Regions from separate parts of the Sus scrofa genome. Here all the other regions are linked to region 3. Evidence: chromatin contacts called from public Hi-C, promoter capture Hi-C and targeted proximity ligation data. All regions are on one chromosome and are shown on one strand. The core of a region is the stretch at or near the end of the contact, and the rest is flanking DNA. Distances in the headings are between cores, read along the strand shown. Region 1 overlaps LOC106509843 (a long non-coding RNA gene). Region 2 holds the start of HAAO (3-hydroxyanthranilate 3,4-dioxygenase). Region 3 holds the start of ZFP36L2 (mRNA decay activator protein ZFP36L2). Region 4 overlaps LOC106509843 (a long non-coding RNA gene). Region 5 overlaps THADA (thyroid adenoma-associated protein). Region 6 overlaps LOC106509843 (a long non-coding RNA gene). Region 7 holds the start of THADA (thyroid adenoma-associated protein).

What was found. Promoter capture Hi-C pulls out the DNA fragments that hold promoters and counts their contacts. Hi-C and Micro-C count contacts between places; a contact is called where the count stands out from the background.
Region 1: a contact with region 3 is called in a targeted proximity ligation map of skeletal muscle. A contact is called at or near these places in 3 of 5 promoter capture datasets (fetal liver, liver and skeletal muscle), 10 of 47 Hi-C or Micro-C datasets (alveolar macrophages, embryonic fibroblasts, fetal liver and 6 more) and 2 of 2 datasets of targeted methods (alveolar macrophages and skeletal muscle).
Region 2: a targeted proximity ligation map of alveolar macrophages shows a contact between it and region 3. A contact is called at or near these places in 1 of 5 promoter capture datasets (liver) and 1 of 2 datasets of targeted methods (alveolar macrophages).
Region 4: a contact with region 3 is called in a Hi-C map of subcutaneous adipose tissue, with 5 times the contacts expected there. A contact is called at or near these places in 4 of 5 promoter capture datasets (fetal liver, fetal skeletal muscle, liver and 1 more), 23 of 47 Hi-C or Micro-C datasets (adipocytes, alveolar macrophages, brain and 14 more) and 2 of 2 datasets of targeted methods (alveolar macrophages and skeletal muscle).
Region 5: a Hi-C map of liver shows a contact between it and region 3, with 5 times the contacts expected there. A contact is called at or near these places in 2 of 5 promoter capture datasets (fetal skeletal muscle and liver), 17 of 47 Hi-C or Micro-C datasets (alveolar macrophages, embryonic fibroblasts, fetal heart ventricle and 9 more) and 2 of 2 datasets of targeted methods (alveolar macrophages and skeletal muscle).
Region 6: a Hi-C map of mesenteric adipose tissue shows a contact between it and region 3, with 2.6 times the contacts expected there. A contact is called at or near these places in 2 of 5 promoter capture datasets (fetal skeletal muscle and liver), 15 of 47 Hi-C or Micro-C datasets (alveolar macrophages, embryonic fibroblasts, fetal heart ventricle and 8 more) and 2 of 2 datasets of targeted methods (alveolar macrophages and skeletal muscle).
Region 7: a promoter capture Hi-C map of liver shows a contact between it and region 3, with 2.5 times the contacts expected there. A contact is called at or near these places in 2 of 5 promoter capture datasets (fetal liver and liver), 2 of 47 Hi-C or Micro-C datasets (embryonic fibroblasts and skeletal muscle) and 1 of 2 datasets of targeted methods (alveolar macrophages).

Annotation. Positions count from the first base shown.
Region 1 is chr3:97,532,470-97,535,169 of Sscrofa11.1, forward strand. The region is part of intron 2 of LOC106509843 (a long non-coding RNA gene); the gene reads right to left. Among named protein-coding and RNA genes, the nearest start is that of TRNAI-UAU, 34 kb to the right of the region's middle.
Region 2 is chr3:97,579,523-97,582,222 of Sscrofa11.1, forward strand. HAAO (3-hydroxyanthranilate 3,4-dioxygenase) reads left to right here and starts at 1,331. Exons shown (of 10, transcript NM_001244941.1): 1 at 1,331-1,453. The coding sequence starts at 1,374.
Region 3 is chr3:97,199,117-97,201,816 of Sscrofa11.1, forward strand. ZFP36L2 (mRNA decay activator protein ZFP36L2) reads left to right here and starts at 1,279. Exons shown (of 2, transcript XM_003125190.6): 1 at 1,279-1,639; 2 at 2,175-2,700. The coding sequence starts at 1,589.
Region 4 is chr3:97,548,723-97,551,422 of Sscrofa11.1, forward strand. All of the region lies in intron 2 of LOC106509843 (a long non-coding RNA gene), which reads right to left. Among named protein-coding and RNA genes, the nearest start is that of TRNAI-UAU, 18 kb to the right of the region's middle.
Region 5 is chr3:96,921,210-96,923,909 of Sscrofa11.1, forward strand. It overlaps THADA (thyroid adenoma-associated protein), which reads left to right. Exons shown (of 40, transcript XM_021088406.1): 22 at 315-416; 23 at 419-471. Among named protein-coding and RNA genes, the nearest start is that of THADA, 50 kb to the left of the region's middle.
Region 6 is chr3:97,510,398-97,513,097 of Sscrofa11.1, forward strand. The region is part of intron 2 of LOC106509843 (a long non-coding RNA gene); the gene reads right to left. Among named protein-coding and RNA genes, the nearest start is that of TRNAI-UAU, 56 kb to the right of the region's middle.
Region 7 is chr3:96,870,755-96,873,454 of Sscrofa11.1, forward strand. THADA (thyroid adenoma-associated protein) reads left to right here and starts at 1,424. Exons shown (of 40, transcript XM_021088406.1): 1 at 1,424-1,561.

The DNA of each region.
Region 1 (2,700 bases), core at 87-2,586, 330 kb after region 3:
CCTGTCCCCACCCCCAGACTCACAGCTCCCCACTCCTCCCGAGGCACAGGCCCACAAGAGAAGGAAAGGAGGCCTGAGCCTGCCCCAGAGCTTTCCAAGACAGGTGGCCGGGAGGTGCACCCACCACCAAGGGACAGCCACCAGCCTCGGGATGAATTCAACTGCAAGTTAAATATCACAGGGAGATCAGAAGGATGGGTTCTGAGCGTGGGAGCCAGGAGCCAGGCACTCCCAAGGCGCTGCAGGCAGGGGCAGGGTTGACTGACATCCTTCTGCTCCTCGCCTTCCTCCTACACCCACACTCCCTGGCCAAAAGGAAGAGCAGGCCCCAAATCCGCTCAGGTCACAGAGAGACAAAGGGACGACCGTGAATGTCACCTGGCCACAGAAACCAGAGACAAACGGACAGCTTCCCCTGACCACCCCAACTGACGGTCAGCTTTGAAGGCCAGACAAAATCACCATGGGAACAACCCAGAGCCATAAAAAATAAGCTTTCAGGCAAAGCACTGTCGTCTATTTCTCTATGTTTATCCAAATATCCACTGACTTATCATTCAGCCGGCACCAGAGATTTAAAGCAATCTTACTGGAGGAAAACTCAAGAGGGCAAAATGCCAAACTGTTAACGTGATATTTTCTGGCAGATCAGGACAAGGCAGCCAAGATTTGGTCTGAGCTGTGAGAAGACATCTGTTTTGGGTAATGAGTGCAGAGATCCCTCAGGCATGAGACTTTGGGCCCACTGTCCTAACAGTCCACTACTACTGCCGGGTCATTCAGATATGAGGGACACCTACCATCGGGGCCATCCCCTCCAGGACAGCTGGCCATGGGCTTCTAAAGCTTTTCCAGCAGTGGGAGGGGTCTACACGGAGCCTCCTGGACTCTCCGGTCCAACCCCGATGGGTTCTGGCCAGGGTCAGGGAAACACTCTATGAAGTGAGATTGGGGACCACAGAGACCACCAGGCCCCTCCCCAGCCGAAATCAGCACCTCTTTTTCTTCCCAGCAGACCCAAGCACTCAGCCTGACTCCCGACCCCCACCCTGGCAGGCATGCCCCTCTCATCCTCCCCCCACTGTTGGGTTCCTTTTCCAGAAATCTGCTTGTGCAGCAGGAAATGGCTTCTCAGGCTCCCTCCCTCTTCCAGCATCCCCCAAACAAGCCCACAGAGCATCTTTTCACTGTGAAGGTTCACTGCCAGTACTGAGAGAAAACAGAGCGGGGATGATAAAATTCACAACCGCAGGGAAAGGGACCAAGGCCTGGGCAGCCTTCCTCCGCTGTTTTACAGTCACAGTCCTTGGCTGGCCAGTGTTAATGCTCCTTTTGCCCCAAAGCCAATCATCCTCCCTTTTAACCTTCGCCCTCCTTCCCTCCTTCCTCAAACCTCCTCCCCCAGGCACTTTAGCTGCCAACAACTTACTTTCCCAACTTTGATTTACCTCCACCAGAGGGAATACAAAGTTAGATCCAGAGCCACCCCCATACTTTCTTTAAAAGTAACCTACACTCAGCCAGCAGAACTCTTAGATTCAGAGGTAAACACTCAAACCCACCCAGTCTGAGACAGACAAAGGCACAAAGACACACATTCATAGGAGTTCCTCTTGTGGCGCAAGGGAAACGAATGCAACTAGGAATCATGAGGTTGTGGGTTCGATCCCTGGCCTCGTTCAGTGGGTTAAGGACCTGGCGTGGCTGTGGTATAGGTTGGCAGCTGTAGCTCTGATTCGACCCCTAGCCTGGGAATCTCCATATGCCCCGGGTGTGGCCCTAAAAAGCAAAAAAAAAAAAAAAAAAAGACACACATCCATATACTCAGAGACAAAGCAGAGGGGCCCACGCCAGACACCCCACACTCCACACACTCCCCCACAATCAGAACTGAGCCACTCACACCGTCAGGCACGCACACCAGGAGGCTGCCCTGCCCTTTGAGCCACTTAGAGTTTCTTTTGAGGAAAAACACTCTGCTCCAAAGAAGGTCCTTGACAGGGCTGGTTGTGTGTGTGTGTTTTCCCAGAGCGACTGGATAAATTGCTTTTGTGCAAAAATAAACACAAGTGAACTGCATTAGCTGAGCGAGTGACACATTAGTTACAGATGCGGGGCCTGTCAGAACATTGAAGGAACAGCTTTTATTGGGGAAGGGCTGAGAGACTCATAAATAACCGGTTGGCAATCTCACATAAACATTTGTGCATTCACATAAACACCGCCTACCACAAACGCTGGCCTGGCTGCCAGCACAGCCTGGAAGAGCCCTCTCCCCCTGTCCTCAGAGCAGAACTGGGAGGGAGGTGGGGGAAGGGTCACAGGCACCTCTTCTCCCAGAGTCCCAACACCCTGGCCAGGCTCCTGTCCCGGGGGGTTGGAGGAAGGGATCCAAGCTCCATCCTGAACGTCGGCCAGAGAATGAGGGTCAAGGCCCAGCCACGACAGGACAACAGGTCCGATTTCCTCCCTCTGCTTAGGACAGGACAGATGAGGGGATGTTGTTGAACAGGGGGCTGTGTAATTAAATGAAGCCAAGTAAGGAGTTTAAAAAGACAGTGCCCCGGAGTTCCCGTCGTGGCGCAGTGGTTAACGAATCTGACTAGGAACCAAGAGGTTGCGGGTTCCATCCCTGGCCTTGCTCAGTGGGTTAAGGGTTGCTGTGAGCTGTGGTGTGGGTCGCAGACGTGGCTCGGATCC
Region 2 (2,700 bases), core at 81-2,580, 380 kb after region 3:
CCTCCAGCATATAGAGATTCCCAGGCTAGGGGTCTAATCAGAGCTGTAGCACCAGCCTGCACCACAGCCACAGCCACAGCCACAGCAGCACCAGATCTGAACCTCGGCTGCGACCTACACCACAGCTCATGGCAATGCTGCATCCTTCACCCACAGAGGGAGGCCAAGGATGGAACTTGTGTCCTCATGGTTGTTAGTCAGATTCATTTCTGCTGAGCCATGACAGGGAACACCCCAATTTCTCAAACTCTGCCGTCTGGATTCTGGTGCCAGAGCCTGAGCTCTGCTCCTTCTCCCCTGCCTCTCCCCTACTACTTCCACACTCCACCCTGTTCACACACACACACACACACACACACACACACACACACAGTTTTCCTAGGAATTGTGAGTCAGGAAGAAAGAAGAAAGTAGGGGAAGAAGAACATAGGGGTCTGTGGTCCTTTCCCCCATTAGGGCCTTTCACCCTGGGTTGGAATCATAGCTCAGGTTTGTTTGCCCTCCCACCCTGAACTCCAGACTCCTGAGGTCCTAGTGTTCGGTTCTTCCTCTGTAAAACTCATCATAAATTGTCATGTGCTTTGAGTCTGTCCCCAAGACATGGAAGGAGATCAGTACAGTGCCGGGCACCTCGTCGGTGCTCCACCTGCCACTTGCGAGCATGGGTGTGGGGACCGCGCCCTCCAGCCCCGACCGGCCGGTCCCTGCTGTGCATCCCCCCGGGCTCCGAGCTTTGCTCCCACCGCTGCTCCTTGCGTCTTCTCCCAAACTAGTCACAGGCAGAGCAGAGCGAGCGGCACCTAACAAATCTTCGGGCTCTGACAGATCCTCGTGAGAGGACAGGGAACTAACATCAATCGGGGCCTATGGTGGCCGCTATGCAACCCTGAGATGGCTGTGTAGACGCTCCCAGTTTTCAGATGAGAAAACTGAGGCCTCAACCCAGCGACCTCCCCCTGTACTTTGGCACTTGCGTTTCCAAACCCACCTTCTCCCTCTTACAGGTTTTCTTTGGGATCTTTCTGGGGCCAGGCGGAAAGTCTGGAGACAAGGGACCAGGAAGGTTCTGAATCCTGTGTCTTACGCCTGGATCTGGCGCTCAACTCCCGCGCGGGAGGGCAGGGCGCCGGGTCCGTGCGGCAGGGAAGCAGGGCGCATGGGCCATGGGGCCTGGCAGGGGCAGACTGGGCGGGCCGGAGGGCAGAGGGCTCTAGACCGAAGTCCGAGAGAGGCCACAGCGGGTCCGGGGGCGTTGCCCCGCCCTTTAACCCCCGGGACACTAATTAACCAAGCTGCCAATAGGCGGCTGCGCGGAGCCGCGCCCCTCCAACTGCGCGGAGGACACAGCTCCAGAGCCGGGCTCCCGGGTAGCCATGGAGCGCCCGGTGAGAGTGAAGGCTTGGGTGGAGGAGAACCGGGCCTCCTTCCTGCCCCCGGTCTGCAACAAGCTCCTGTGAGTCCCATCCACGCTCCCATCCTCCTGCCCTCTGTCCTCACTTCCTCCATCTGCAACCCTCTACTCCAGCCCGGACTTCCTTGACCCAGACGCTTGCAGAAGGGGAGGATGCATCCTCGTGGTGTTCAGGGGAGGGTGAGGGCGGGCTGTTCCGGGTTTCACCGCCGTCGTCTGTTCCTCTTTCTGGTGACTGCTTGGAGATTGCGGCCTTGACGTCTGAGGATGGCTTGGTGACTGAGACCAGGAGAGATGCAGATGGCAGGTCGCAGCCCTGCGCCCCACCCTACCCCCCACCCCGCCCCGGGCTGAGAAACAGCTCTTCAACCCCCACTGACTCTCAGAAATTGGGGGGAGGGCAGGATTGATACCGCAGAATGGCTGTGGAACCCCAATCCCGCATCCCGACTCTGTCCAGGAAGCTGCAGGCCGAGGGAGACGTCGGAGATCAGCTCCCATAGGAGGGTCTTGATTTGATTCTTTTCCCAGGCTCCCTTTTCCGAGGGCGCGCACATACTCCCTCCCCGCCCCCCTAGCGCCTCTGCCCACAGCTCCCGGCAGAGCTGACCATGCTCCAGCCTCCCTCTTCCTCCAGCCCACCTCTCAGTCCCTCCCTGGTGGCCCCTTCACCCACCGGGTGGCCTGGCCTCATGGGCTCCCCAGCCCTGGGTTCACAGGCTTGTGTTTGCCGTGCCCCGCAGAACCTCCCCAACAAGGCTCCCACCACAGGGCTCCAGTCACTAACACCTTGTCAAGCCTGGGACTGCCAAGTGTTTTCACATCATCTCAAATAATTCTCACAGTCGCCCCTGAGGTGGGGTTTTAACACGTAACTTGCCCACAGCCATAGAGCTAGTGCAGGACAGGGTCCCAGGGTCCAGACCCAAGCTCATGCAGCAATTTGACTCCAAAGTCCACACTCTTGTCACTGCGCAATACCGCCATGGCTAGTGGTCAGCGTCCCCCCCCCAAACTTGGTCTCTTCTACTGTTCTTGTCGCCCCCACCCTTTCCTCCACTTCATCCTCGTCCACAGTCTCACCCTCAGCCTTCCACTCCTTCCCCCTGATTATGTCTCACATCCGACTGCTCCTCTCCAGCCCCGAGGGCCACGGCTCTGGTTCCACCCCATCCCCCGTGGGCACTTCCAGGCTGCCCTGCCTCCAGGCCCCCCGTCCAGCCCTCCAGCGCTGCCCCAATATTAGTACCCACAAAATGCAGGCCCTCCCTTTTCTCATTCAGCAGATG
Region 3 (2,700 bases), core at 29-2,528:
AGGAGTCCCGGACCAGATCTGCTCGAGTAGGGCCGACAGCGGCTTTAGCCTCCCTGGGCGCTAGGGGGGGCGTCTGCCCCATACCCACAGGGCACCCGTTGGCAGAGCATTTCCCAACGCGAGCTTTTGGGGGTGTGGGAGGAAACCCGGGCGAGCCCACCAGACGCGTCCTCGGTGCCCAGCCCTGCCTGGCTGCGGGTCGGCCTCAGCCAGAGCCTGCAGCCCACAGGTTCTGCTCACAGTTAAGGCGGGGCGCGGCGCCCTCAACGGCCGGAGGGAAAGGGCTAGGAGGCCGCGCCTGGCCAAGGCTGCGGAGGGCGGGAGCCTCGGCTGGCAGCTGTGCCACCACCCCCGGGAGGGCTGGGGAAGACCGAACCGACCGGCAGACAGACAAGGTGGCGGGAAGTGGCCTCCATGCCTGCACGGCTCTCCCGGCCTTTCCTCCAGTCCTCCCAGCCGGCTCCCCCGCCCGGGACGCCCCGCGCCACTCCGCGCCTTTGGCCCTGGCTCAAGGTCTTGTGATGTGATTAGCAAAGCCAGCGCCTTGTCCTCAGACACTCAGCCCTGCCCGGCAGGCCCCGGCGCTCAAGCCCTGTTTACTGCAGCCTGGGCGGGAAGGGGGGCGGAGAAACGGGCCCAGGCTCCTCCGGGCAGGACTACCCCGGCAGCCGCCCGCGTGGCCGCTCCCGCCCCCACACCCACCGCACTCCACGTGCAGTCGGGATGGAGCCACCACCCATCCGACTCAAGCCCTCGCCCCCCCGCCCCCCCCGGCCGGAGCACCCTTTGCAACCCAGTGGGGCCGCGCGGACGGTTGCAGTATTCTTGCATTTTGCAATTCCCGCGCCCAGTATAAGACCGAGGGTGGGAGATAAAAACTCCGCAATTTCGCGTAGCAGGATCGGGCGGGGAGAGACACGTCCAGGGCTGCAGAACCCCGGCCAGCTTAAACGTGCTGGGGATTTCCAACAGTGCAGCCCCAGAGGAGGGGAGCTGAATCTTCCCGCCGCCACCTAGCAGCACCCATCTAGGCCGAGCTCTCCACGCTGCCCCGGGCGCCCCAGCGCCCAGCCCCGCCCCGAGGCCTCCCCACCCCCCTCCCCCAGAGAAAAAAAAAAATTGGCGGCGGCCAATGGGAGGCCGGGAAGGCGCCTGACGTCCGCGAGCCGGCGGGCGGCGTTGCCTGGAGACCCCGGCGGGGGTCAGCGTTCTGTCCCCTCCCCCGGCACGCCCCTCCAGCCTCTGCCGCGCTGCGGGACAGTATATAGGGCGCGCGCTCGCAGGCCGCTGAGTTCCAGCAGTCCGAGAGCTGCCGTCGGCTCCGCGCGGGGGGGCGGGCCGGGCACCCCGGGGCGCGGAGGAGCGCTCTAGCTTCACTCTTTCTTTCCCCCCACTCCGCACTCCTGGGCACCCTCAAAACCAGTCCACGCTGCTGCCTCCGTTCCTTCTTTTCTCGCCCCCCAGCAAACTTTCGATCCCTCCCCCGCCCCTCGCCCGTTATTCGTCGTGGCTCGAGCCGGCCGCGCCGCCGCGAGGGTTCCTCCGGACCTCCCTGCCTGCAGCTCCGACCATTACAGGATCCAGAAACATGTCGACCACACTTCTGTCCGCCTTCTATGATATCGACTTCTTGTGCAAGGTACGCGGGCGGGGAAAGGAGGGAGGGAGGGAGGAGGAAAGGCAAGAAGGAAGCCCTTCGAGATTTCAGGCTTGGCCCTCTGCCCTCGGCTTTGGGAGTCCTTTCCTCGCCTTGACTTTTGGGTTCGGGAAAAATCCTGGAGTTTGCAGTGTGTGTTCTCGCGCCTTGTGGGCGGAGAGAAGGAGAAGAGAGGAAGGGCTGGAGGGAGTAGCTGTAGCTGTTTAGTTTCTCCCCAGCCGACCACAGCCACGCTGCCCGGGGCTTCCCGGACGGGGTTTGCGCCGCCCAGGCCGGCGGCCCACGGCTGAAGATCACATGTTGCAAGCCGGCGCGGCCTAGGGTGGGAGAGTCCGGCTCCTCCCAACTCGAACTTGATTCTTGTGCTCTTGTAAGGGTGGCGGTTGGGGGCCGAGTCAGAATCCGAAAAAAGGGAAAAGAATCAGAGAGCTGCAAGTGGTTGTTACTCTGCAACTCCTCCAACTCTTCCCTCCCTTTTCCACTTTTCACCCCTTCCCCGCTACCCTCCTTTTGGCAGACGGAGAAATCCCTGGCCAACCTCAATCTGAACAACATGCTGGACAAGAAGGCGGTGGGGACGCCTGTGGCCGCTGCCCCCAGCTCGGGCTTCACCCCGGGCTTCCTCCGACGGCACTCGGCCAGCAACCTGCACGCGCTCGCCCACCCAGCGCCTAGCCCCGGCAGCTGCTCGCCCAAGTTCCCGGGCGCGGCTAACGGCAGCAGCTGCGGCAGCGCGGCGGCCAGCGGCCCGGCCTCCTACGGCACCCTCAAGGAGCCGTCGGGGGGCGGCGGCACGGCCCTGCTGAACAAGGAGAACAAATTCCGGGACCGCTCGTTCAGTGAGAACGGCGATCGCAGCCAGCACCTCCTGCACCTGCAGCAGCAGCAGAAGGGGGGCGGCGGCTCCCAGATCAACTCAACGCGCTACAAAACTGAGCTGTGCCGACCCTTCGAGGAGAGCGGCACGTGCAAATACGGCGAGAAGTGCCAGTTCGCGCACGGGTTCCACGAGCTGCGCAGCCTGACTCGCCATCCGAAGTACA
Region 4 (2,700 bases), core at 84-2,583, 350 kb after region 3:
GGATAAATAACAATACCTACTTCATGCAGTTGTTATAAGGATTCAGTTGCTTAATCCTCTTGTATGGTGTTAGAACAATGCCTACTGTATAGGAAATTTCCAGTAGGTTATAACTACTATGTTTGACTATATATCCATATCCAAAAAATAGATTTATGAGCTTCTATGTAAAGGTTTCATGGTGTCTGTATATCTCTTGAGTGTGAGAATGTACACATCTGTGTAACTGTGTCTTTCTATTTTGGGACTAAGTGTAGGAGACCCTCTGTGCCCAGTGATAATAAGGGCTGGTGTTCGTTTCATGTCTGCGGTGTCAGGCACTACCCCAAGAGTCCTACGAGGACTCACGTGGAAACCCACGTGAATGTAAACGGCTGAGCACGTGTTCTGACACATGTGCCAGTGAGTTCCTGTGAGGGTGGCCTGTCAGCCCTGCAGGGAGAAACCCCCAACCTGAGCGAGCTGTGTAAGAGATGAAGACCCCCCGGCCACCCAACCCCACCACAGCCTGCACGCCCACAACACTGGGGAGCGGTGGGGGGTGGGGGCAGTAAATTATACCCATCACCCACCCCCTTTCCCAGTTAGTTTGAAATGCCTGTGTCTGCTTTCCTCCAATAGGAGAGAAGCCTGGAGAGGAGTCCACCAATCATGGCCTTCCTTTCATCCTACGTCTGTCTTGGTCTTGCCCTGGCCCCAGGGAGCTCAGGGCGGGTTCCCGCTGGACTGGCCCAGCTTTTTATGGGGTGTGCCATTTTTCACTGAGTGACATCTGGTTCTGACTCACTGTGTATGGCCCTGAAAGGACAGAGTCCAACACAAACAAGATAGTGAATTATCCTCGTGGAGAAAGCCTTCCCATTTTACCTGTTGTAGTCTGTTGCTTCCGTTATCCAATATTGGTAACATTTCAAGCATAAAAGGATGTTTGAAGATTTATGAATGTGCTTTTCTTTCTTGCCTCTATGAATACGTGACCTTCATCTACCTTTGAGGCATCCGTCTCTGCCTGAGGAGAGACTAGGATGAAGTTGTGACATTGAAAGCACAGAAGAAAAATGCTGTAATATTTGGCATCTGACAGGCAAAATACAATTATGTAGTAGGTCAAGAGTCTTCTAAACCAGACCATTCACTTGAAAGCATGTTTTCTGGATGCCTTCATTTCTCCCCCTGGGTGTGATCATGGCATTTTTTTGTAACGGATGCTGAGGCAAGAAGAGAAAGTTCCATCTGCTTTGCTCTAGAGAAGAAACCCCAGTGTGGCCTCTGTCCCAGTCTCTCAGGCTGCCCTGAACCCACCCATCCTCTGCCTCCAACACCAGGGCTCCAGGGTACAGCAGAGGAGCCTCAGAAGTTCAGCTTCACAGCCAACTTCAGTTCCCACAGGCCAGGCAACCACACTGTGAGCCAGCAGGTCAACTGGGGTCAAGCTGTACAACAAGGAGATGCCACGGGGTGGGAGGGGGCACTACCAGGTTAGTGGAGGCCCCCTGGGAGGCAGCCAGGAGAACTCAGGTGCAGTGGGCTGGTCAGCTGGGGCACCACAGAGGCTCTGGCCAGACCAGGAGGGACCAGACCATGAGTTATACAAACTCAGCTTCAAGCACAATCCGTGGCCAGCAGGGACAAGGGACCTTGTGGGGGAAACCAGAAGACACCAACCCCAGGATCCCAACACCTCACTCCTGTCAGATATCACATGAGCCGCCCTTGTCTGTCCACACACCTCGGTCTCATCTTAGTGGGTGAAGATTAGGAAGGCAATCTGAAAACTGAGCACTTTTCTCTAAGAGAAACAATCTAATAGGACGGGCTAAACTATTGGGTCCCAGGACATTTAAATCAAGTTGAACATTTCACTGTTTTTCTCACTCTTCATCAGATAGGGGTTAGGGGAAAGGTCAGATTAGTTATATAACAAATAAAGAAATTACTCTTTTTTCTGCACAGATGAACTGAAGTGGGAGTGAAATTTTCAACCCTGTTGCACACACAAAAATAGAGGACTCTCCCCTGCCTCTGCTGAAATGCCAGCTGGCCCGTCCAACTAAAGACAATGATCCCAGGAGGGGACAAGTCCTGGCCTCCTCCAGGTGGTGGGACAGGTCCTGGCAGAGTAGGATGAAGCTTCCCTTCCACCCAAATGCTTACGTCAACCTTCCTGGGATCACACACAACAGGTCCCCTCCCCTTGCCCTATCTGTGGTTTTTTAAAAGAATAAGGTCTTAATTCTCTTTCCAAGGCATTTGGGCTCCAGGCCCTGGCCGCTTTCTTCCCTGAGGAGGTGGGAATGTGGAAGGTGAATTGAGAGCAGTCCAAGGTCCTACACCCTAGGTATCTGGGAAGGAGGGGTCAGGGGCGGAGAGCAGACATGCAGAGGGCGATGCTGCCACCTGCTGGAGTTCGGGGGAGAGACAGCCCAGTAGGGAACCTTGTTTCACCAGAGGAGGGGTAGGGGACCACCTCAGAATCCTGCCCTGGAATGATTCACTGTTTTTCTTCAAAATAGTGTCTCACCTATTACCCCATTTGTCATCTGGTTTGCTGGTTGGGGACAATGTCATTCATCCCATTTTATGATGAGTAAACTAATACCCAAGAAAGAGTAGAATGCTGTCTGATGTCACATGAGGAGGGCTTAAAGCCTCCTAGCCTAGAGCTGTGTCCCCAGCTCGGTACTCAGACTAGTGTGTGGG
Region 5 (2,700 bases), core at 127-2,626, 280 kb before region 3:
GGACAGAAAGAGTTTATTGCATTAATTTCCAAAGGTTAGACTTCGGTTTGAGGGATAGTGTTGTGTTCTATTTTTAAATTTACTTTGAAAATAGTACATTAAAAAAATACTTAGCGTGATTCCTACTCATAGCACATGCCCAACAAATGTTTGTTATTTTTTCCTGAATAAATATAGCATATGACAAATTGGTTTGTTCAAGTTGATTATTCTTGGGGAAATTATGAATAAGCTTGTTCTGAGAAACCTGGGATGTGAGTAATCAAGTGGCGAATGTTGCAATAGTTTTTTTTTTTTTTTTTTTTTTTTTTAAGGTAAAGAAGGAAAAACATGTGATGTAACTGCTCAAATGGTGCTGGTATGTTGTTGGCGAAGCATGAAGGAAGTCGCTTTACTCTTAGGCTCCCTGTGCCAGCTGCTCCCATGCGGTCTGTGCCACAATCTCCTGATGGATTATTGACAGTGGAGCAGGTAGGGTAGATGTTTATTCCACCTGGTTTAATTTCTGGTCAAGGCATAAATCACAAACTTATTTATCACCCACCTGAAAAACTTTTAAAAATTTCTTCTTGAATAAAATCTTACAGATGTCAACCGAAGAAAGTTCTCTAAAGTGTAGAAATTAGACCTTGCAGTACATTTCAAAACTGTGGCCTTTTTAGAAACATTGTACTTTTTCTAAGTTATGTTAAATAATGGTAGATTTTTATTTCACTTTTAACCTCAATCTGATCATTTGAAATTTTTATTTCTCCATTTAACACACACAAACTTTAAATTGAAATGAGACCTTCTATTTAGTAAAACTTCACATGCCCATCAAATTTTGCAAAAAAAAAAAAAAGTACTATGTTAGTTGATTATGGATTTCTTGTTTCCCTCTACATTGATGATGATAAAGTTGTAGTTGCTTGGGGTTTTTTTGGCTGACTTTTATTTTTAAGACCACAAAGTTAGTTCACCATCTGGGACTTTTCAGGCAACTTGAGTGCTGTGTTTACAAGAAATTAGTCTACCACAAGCATTTCATTTAGAAATATTTTAGATTTATTAGATTTCTGTTTTCAATTGATTCCCTCTTCCTTTCCATAGGGCTTCAACAAATCCATTTCCCACCATTTCCCAGCAAAGATATATAACATGTTCTTTCATTTTTAACCTTTTCCAAGTAAAGATGATTTCTTCCATCGGGTGTTACAACATTTAAGAACAACACAAATATTGTAGTATGCTAATGTTCATTATTTCTATAATAACCATGTGACTGGTTTCGTGGAAATACTGCTAATGTTTTTATTCTCACACTCTCTGTGGCTGATGTGCTTGCATCTGGATAACAGCTGGGCCCCTGATGTTGCAAGGCTCTGAGATGGAGGACGGCGAAAGGGAACAGGACACTGCCAGCATCGTTATGTTCCTTATTCTCTTCCAAATCAAATAGGCGTCAGTGACCTAGAGTTACTTGCAGTCATTGCCGGTGACTGGCTAGAGTGCCAATGCCAACATCTTTGCTGAGGAATCCAGCTATGATTAATGATTACTTCACTGATGTGAAGTAAACATGTGCTAGAGCCCCTTGACTTCTCAACTTTTCAAGGACAACTTAAAATATCCAGTTTTCTGGGTTTGTTGGCTAGTGTTCAAAAAAAAAAAAAATTAAGGAAACAGATTTCTCTTTTACTGTAGCTGAGAAAGACCTGAAAGCGTCCTGCAAAAATCATTTTGCCTTGACACCTTTACAGAGCACCCCAGTCTTACAAAGTTATGTGGGATATCCATGTTAAAATTGTGAATTAATTTTTAAATGCAAATTAATATAAAATAGCTATTTGTAAAAACAACAACAGTAATGAAGGGAGGCTCTTATAAACCAAAGAACTCTTCTAATGACTGTTTTCTTGAGTAAGAAATAGAATCCATAGGCGTTCCCATCGTGGCTCAGCAGTTAAAGAACCAGACTAGTATCCATGAGGACACGTGTGGCTCGGATCTCAAGTTGCTATGGCTGTGGTGTAAGCCAGCAGCGGCAGCTCCAACTTGAGCCCTGGCCTGAGAACTTCCATGTGCTACACATGCGGCCCTATAAAGTCCAAAAAAAAAAAGAGAAAGAAATAAAATCTTGTTTTTCTGTAAAATGCCCATTTCCATTCTAATGAGATCATCTCTCCACGTCACCTTTTCTGTGGTGACCCCACATATATATGCTTGAGAGGAAATTCATGACTGAATGAGTGCCTAAGAGTGTGTGTGATAGCACTATTCTGACACTGAAACTATGCCCTCTGTGGAAAATTTTAGGCTTGATCATGCTAAATTTTACTTTAAAAATGCCTCAGTTTAGGAGCATTTAGTCAATGAGAAATGAAAGTCATCAAGACGTTAGCATTATTCATATTATTAGAGAATTCCTGCTTTTAAACATTAAAATTTTGCTCCATGAAATTCACTTAAACTAAACGCATTCCCATGTACTCAGTACTTTTAAGAGATGGAAATAGCAACATTGGAGGTTTGGGATTAGCATGTGCACAGTGTGGCATATAAAATAACTGGCCAACGGGGACTGGCTGTATTGCACAGGGACCTCTACCCAGTATTCGGTGATGATCTATATGGAAGAGAATCCGAGAAAGAATGGATATGTGTTTATGTTTAACTGAATCACTTTGTTGTACAGCAGAAATTATCACAACATTGTAA
Region 6 (2,700 bases), core at 89-2,588, 310 kb after region 3:
TGCCCCTTAAACAAAACCCCTTAACCATGTGATCAGCCTTCCTGGATCCTTCCTGGTAGCCATCTACCCAACCCTTATAACACACAGTAAGACAGAAGCCTGTAGCCTCTAATTTCACTTCCTGGCTGGCCTTTGGGTGAGTATGTTGCAGTAACACATGTGGGCATGTCTACAGAGAGCGGATAGTGGATAGCCATATAGCAATTAGTTTAGAAAATGTCTTTATTCCAAATCGAGGAGAACTCCTTAGTACAATGTTCAGAAGTTGTGCCTTTCCTATCCTATTAAAACCCAAGGCTGAAAGTAGAACGACACCTACCACAGCAGTGGCAGAAAGAAGGTTCTTGGCAAGGCCAGCTTCATTAGCAGAATGTACACTGGCTGAGAGCCCCACCCACTACTTTCAGTCTCCAAATAAGCCTGTGGTAAAGCAAACAGCAAAGAGACAGTGCTATGAAACCAGGCGGGCTGAACGCTGTATTCTAAGTCTTGGGAAATTAGAAAAACTAGTTCTTGGGCTTCGAGTCCTAAAAAGAAAGGGAGCGGCTGTCATGGAACCAACTGGGACTCCAAATGGTTTGGAACAAGAGGAGGACTGGAAGAAAGAGTAGAACCCAGATACTGCCTGAGACCATAGAGGGATGGACTGGAACATTCCTTTCTCAATCTCTTGTTGAGGAGGGACGGAAATTAAAAGCAGATGCATACTCTATATTGTCTGAGATTGCTGTGGATGTGACAGCCTAAATGTTCAGAAAACCATATACAGTTCATCTGCACTATAGGTTAGGCTTTTCTCAACACGTCCCTTTTGCTGCCCTTACTAAGTTCTGTGTAAACCTCCCGTCGACAGTGTAGGAGACACAGGGGGGCCCACCTAACCATCTCAGGTGAAGACGCTGGGTCTGGAGCGGGAAGCCCTGTTAGAGCCACACGTCAGGGCAGGGGGCCAGGGCCCGGCCCACTCCCATCCGGGGTCGCCCGGCTGTGCCACGCAATATGTAGTTTGTAGGTTTTGTTTATCCTCTTAAGCTGGCCTTTCCTTGTTTCTAGAAAAAGATAAACACACCCTGAAAACTCATCTGCTGCTCATTAGAGGGGGTAAAAAAGAGACACAGGATTCTGAATTTCATTTTGCAAATGGCCAGAAAGGTGTCCATTGAAATGAATAATTATTTCTGGTTGAGAGGACAGGATACCCTTCTCTAGCACGTCCAAGCCCTTCCTGGGTGCTCTCAGGCCTGAAAGAGCGGGGCTCCTCTCCTCCCTGCCCAGTCTCCCAAGGAAGATCAGAACCCCACGCCTCAGAGCACTACCAGCGTTGGCCTCTGAGCACATGACCAGCGCCATCCAGGCCTCTCCTGCTGGCCCTTGCAGGGCAGTGAGGGCTCTGAAAGGCCCCAGCCAAACCCTGGACTCCGGCGACATCCTCTCTTGGCCCCAGAGGCCAGAAGGGCAGCCGAGGGGAAGCAGAAACAGGCTGTTGGTTTTTCTGCCACTGCTTTGATTTTTTGTTTTTCCAAGAAGAAAACACTCAGCCCCGATCCCGGGGGAAGCGGGGAGGACAGAGCGAAGGCTATTTCTGAGCCTCTGCCTCCCCCAAAGGAAGGGTGTGAACAGTGCAAAAAGAGTCCAGCCCTGGCTTCCTGGAATCGAGCATGTGGGCAGGGTTCTGCAGTTTGCAACGATGCTTTGATGACTTTATCTCATTGGGGGGCCTCACAGTAACCCTGGTGGGTGAGAGTGGAAAGGGGTTGTTACCCCCACTTGACTAGTGAGGAAACCGAAGCTCTGGGGTGGTAACTAACCGCTGAGAAAGAGCCGAAGTTCAGATCCTAGGGCAGGCCCTCTGACTGCAAACCTCCTGCCTCATCCCCACTCCCATGTGCCTCTGGACAGGGGCGATTCACACGCCCGTGCCCAGGCTCTGCAGCCCAGCGTCCCGGACGAGACCTCTCTGAGAGTGATAAGAATCAACACCCTGCCCCAGTCCTGCCACCATGTGACTGCGTGGTCTTGGGCATATTCCTGCTCCCTCCTGGCCCCAGTTTCTTCATTTGCAAGTGGTGATAACAGTCCTTTCTGTGTCCACCTCTATCCATTGATGAGAGGATCGAATAAGACACCCTATGGGAAATGGCTTTGCAAGTTCTAGCATATTCTACCAACACAGGTAGTACTACCTTCATGATGGGAGCGAGCAGAAAGGCTCCCTGCCTCAAATTATCTCCCTGCCCTCCCTTCATTGGCATTCAGCTTCTAGTGAGTCTTTCCTCTTGGTAAAGGGCAGATCCACCTGGAAAGGCACGCATCTCCAACCATTATCAGTCATGAGTTTCACAGAGGAAATGAGTTTATCAGCCACCCAGGGCTTGGAGGGGGGCAGGAGCTAGAGCAGAGGGCGTCCAGTGCCTACCTGAATAAAAGCAGGAGATGGGAGTTCCTGTCGTGGCTCAGTGGAAATGAATCTGACTAGCGTCCATGAGGTTGCAGGTTTGATCTCTGGCCTCGCTCAGTGGGTTAAGGATCTGGCATTGCCATGAGCTGTGGTGTAGGTCGCAGATGCGACTCAGATCCCGCCTTGCTATGGCTGTGGTATAGGGCGGCAGCTACAGCTCTGATTCAACCCCTAGCCTGGGAACCTCCATATGTCATGGGTGTGGCCCTAAAAAGACAAAACAAAACAAACAAACAAAAAAA
Region 7 (2,700 bases), core at 174-2,673, 330 kb before region 3:
TAAGGTTACCTCGCTCGTGCAGATCGAGAAATTCCGGGAATTCTGTTCTTGAGAGAGGGTGAAACTGCGAATAAGTCTTGGTGTGCTGTCCTGGGGTCTAGTGCTCCACCTTGGACCTGTTGTTTTTTCTTCTTCTTCTTTTTTTTTTTTTTTTAAACAATGGCTGTTATATCTCTATCACAACTTCAAAAAAGAATAAAGAAAAAAATCAGAGTGCTTAACTCCTGTAAAAAAATAACGAATATTTCAAGAAATTTTTGTTTCAGATATATATGTGTGGCTAAAGGTACAATCAATTTCTTACTATTAAATATTTGAAAAAAATTGCTGTAGATAAAATTCTACACGCACTCATCAGCTGATATGTACAAGAGAGTTCACAGCAGGACTGGCAGAGCCAAAGCTGGAAACAATTCAAAGCTCCAGAGGAGTAGAATGAATAAATGTGATCCATTAAACAAGGGAATACTATACAACAGTGAGTGAAAGAACTACCTGGACCTGCTTTTCCGTGGATGTCAAAAGCAATGCCAAAAGAAGCAAAACCCTAGAGAAATCAAACAAATGATTCCATAAATAAAGCTCAAAATCAAACTAAGATATGTTTAGCAATACATGTAATAAAGCTATATATAAAGATAAAAGAACGAAAATGAGATAAAATTGAGAAAAGTAATGATTAAAAACTTAAAATTACCAATCTGACTAAAGGTTTAGGAGAACTGGAATGTTTCTTAGTATTTCCCAAATAAATTGAACTTGAACAGAGTCTCCCTATCTTTTTTCTGATCCTACCTCTGTCCCAGCTGCTAGCGTAGAGGCTGGCACCCACTTATTTTACGTCTTTTTAAAGGGTCGAACCACCCATAATTTGATTATCAGCGTAAAATACGTATCCTAAATAGGAAAACTTTCAAGGATAGCGCCTGGTAATGCTCCGACAACAGCATTCATTGACTGGTCGCTGAATAAAGACATGCACCGTGGCATACGTTAGTTCACTTCAGTACTTCCCATCCAGGTCAAAATTCTCACTGTGGCTTCGGATGGCTGTCTGCCCCATTTCCTACCCCATCTCACAAGTTCTAAAGTCGTTACGCTTCTGGTTCCAGCAGCCCAGAAGCAGTTTTCGCCCCTTCTCTGCGCTAAGGAAGCTGCGTAGGAGAAGAGGAGAACGTCCAAGTTGAAGCACTGATGTTTCCCAGGCACTGAAGGGCGTGGAGGGCACAGTCTCAGCCGCCTCTTGGGCAAGGAGGCCGGTAGGGCTCGTCCCCGCGCGGGAGGTGAGGTACCGATCGTACGATTCAAAGCAGAGTCTGACCAAACTCATCACCATCAGCTCCCAGATGACATCACCCCCTCCCCGTACTGCTGATTGGAGGAACATATTAACTCAATTCTCGCGATGATTCCGTTTCCAGGTCTTCTTGCTCCCCTCCCATCGCCCCTACCCTGTAGCCGACTACAGACCACGCTGTGATCCAAGGAGACACCGTAGAAGTAGACGAGCTTCCGGGACTCATCCTGACCACGACTCTTCCCAGACGCTCACGGGCACGAGGTTTGGCTCCCAGCCGTCTGTCGGCCAGACTCGCAGTAGCGCGCGACTCTCTACGGCTCGGCTCGGTTGCTCTGCCTAGGCCACCACGCGATTCACACCAATTCCCGTCCTGTAGTTACGCGAGACTTGGCGGCAGTGAAACTGATTTCCGGTCGTTTCGGTCTCCATGGAGATAGCAGTTTACTCCCCCCCGCCGCCTTTTTTTTTCCACCTGTCATTCTCCGGACTCCTCGTGGTTGGGAAGTTGCCCAGGGAATGTTTGTCGGAGTCAGCGGGAAAGATGTAGATGGGAGTGAAACAGCAATCAGAAGGGAAGTAGCTATTGGGACCCAGAAGGAGTATAATTTGCAGTACATCTTCTGGCCTCCTAAGCAATGCCTTAGGGTGGGCACCAGATTTTCCGCTATTGGGAGGACAAACGTTTTGGCATTCGTTGAGCACGCATAAGCATCAAACTTCTTCTTGTGCAGTCTTGAGGGCTCCAAGTTTAAATCATACTGCAAATTTGCTCACCATTTACCAGTGAAGTTTCTCCAGGTTTCCATCTTTATTTCTTCTAAACTTTGTATATTGGTGACTTACCTAGGAAGTGATCCCAGTGATAATCGCCTTGACCTAATCTTGTCACTTTTCAAATTCTAACTTTGCCAGTGACTTTCTAGCTATGTCTATTATTATCATTTTCTGTTAAGTGAGTTTTCACACTTCATTGCTGTATCGATTTTTTACTCTGTAAAGGGACTATAGGTTCTTCAGTGTCAGGGCTAACTTGTCACTTGGATATAGAATTTACTTTAAGATGACAGGTAGTCCACTTTTCTGCTATTAAGGGCATACATTCCTTTTAGAACATCATTGACAAATGTTTGTCAATTAACTCGTGTTTATTCATAAAGTGTATATTAATCAGAGTTCCCGTCGTGGCGCAGTGGAGGCGAGTCTGACTAGGAGCCATGAGGTTGCAGGTTCCATCCCTCGCCTCGCTCAGTGGGTTAAGGATCCCAAGTTGCCGTGGGCTGTGGTGCGGGTCGCAGACATGGCTCAGAAGTGGCGTTGCTGTGGCTGTGGCATAGGCCGGCAGCAACAGCTCCGACTGGACCCCTAGCCTGGGAACCTCCGTATGCCGTGGGTGCGGCCCT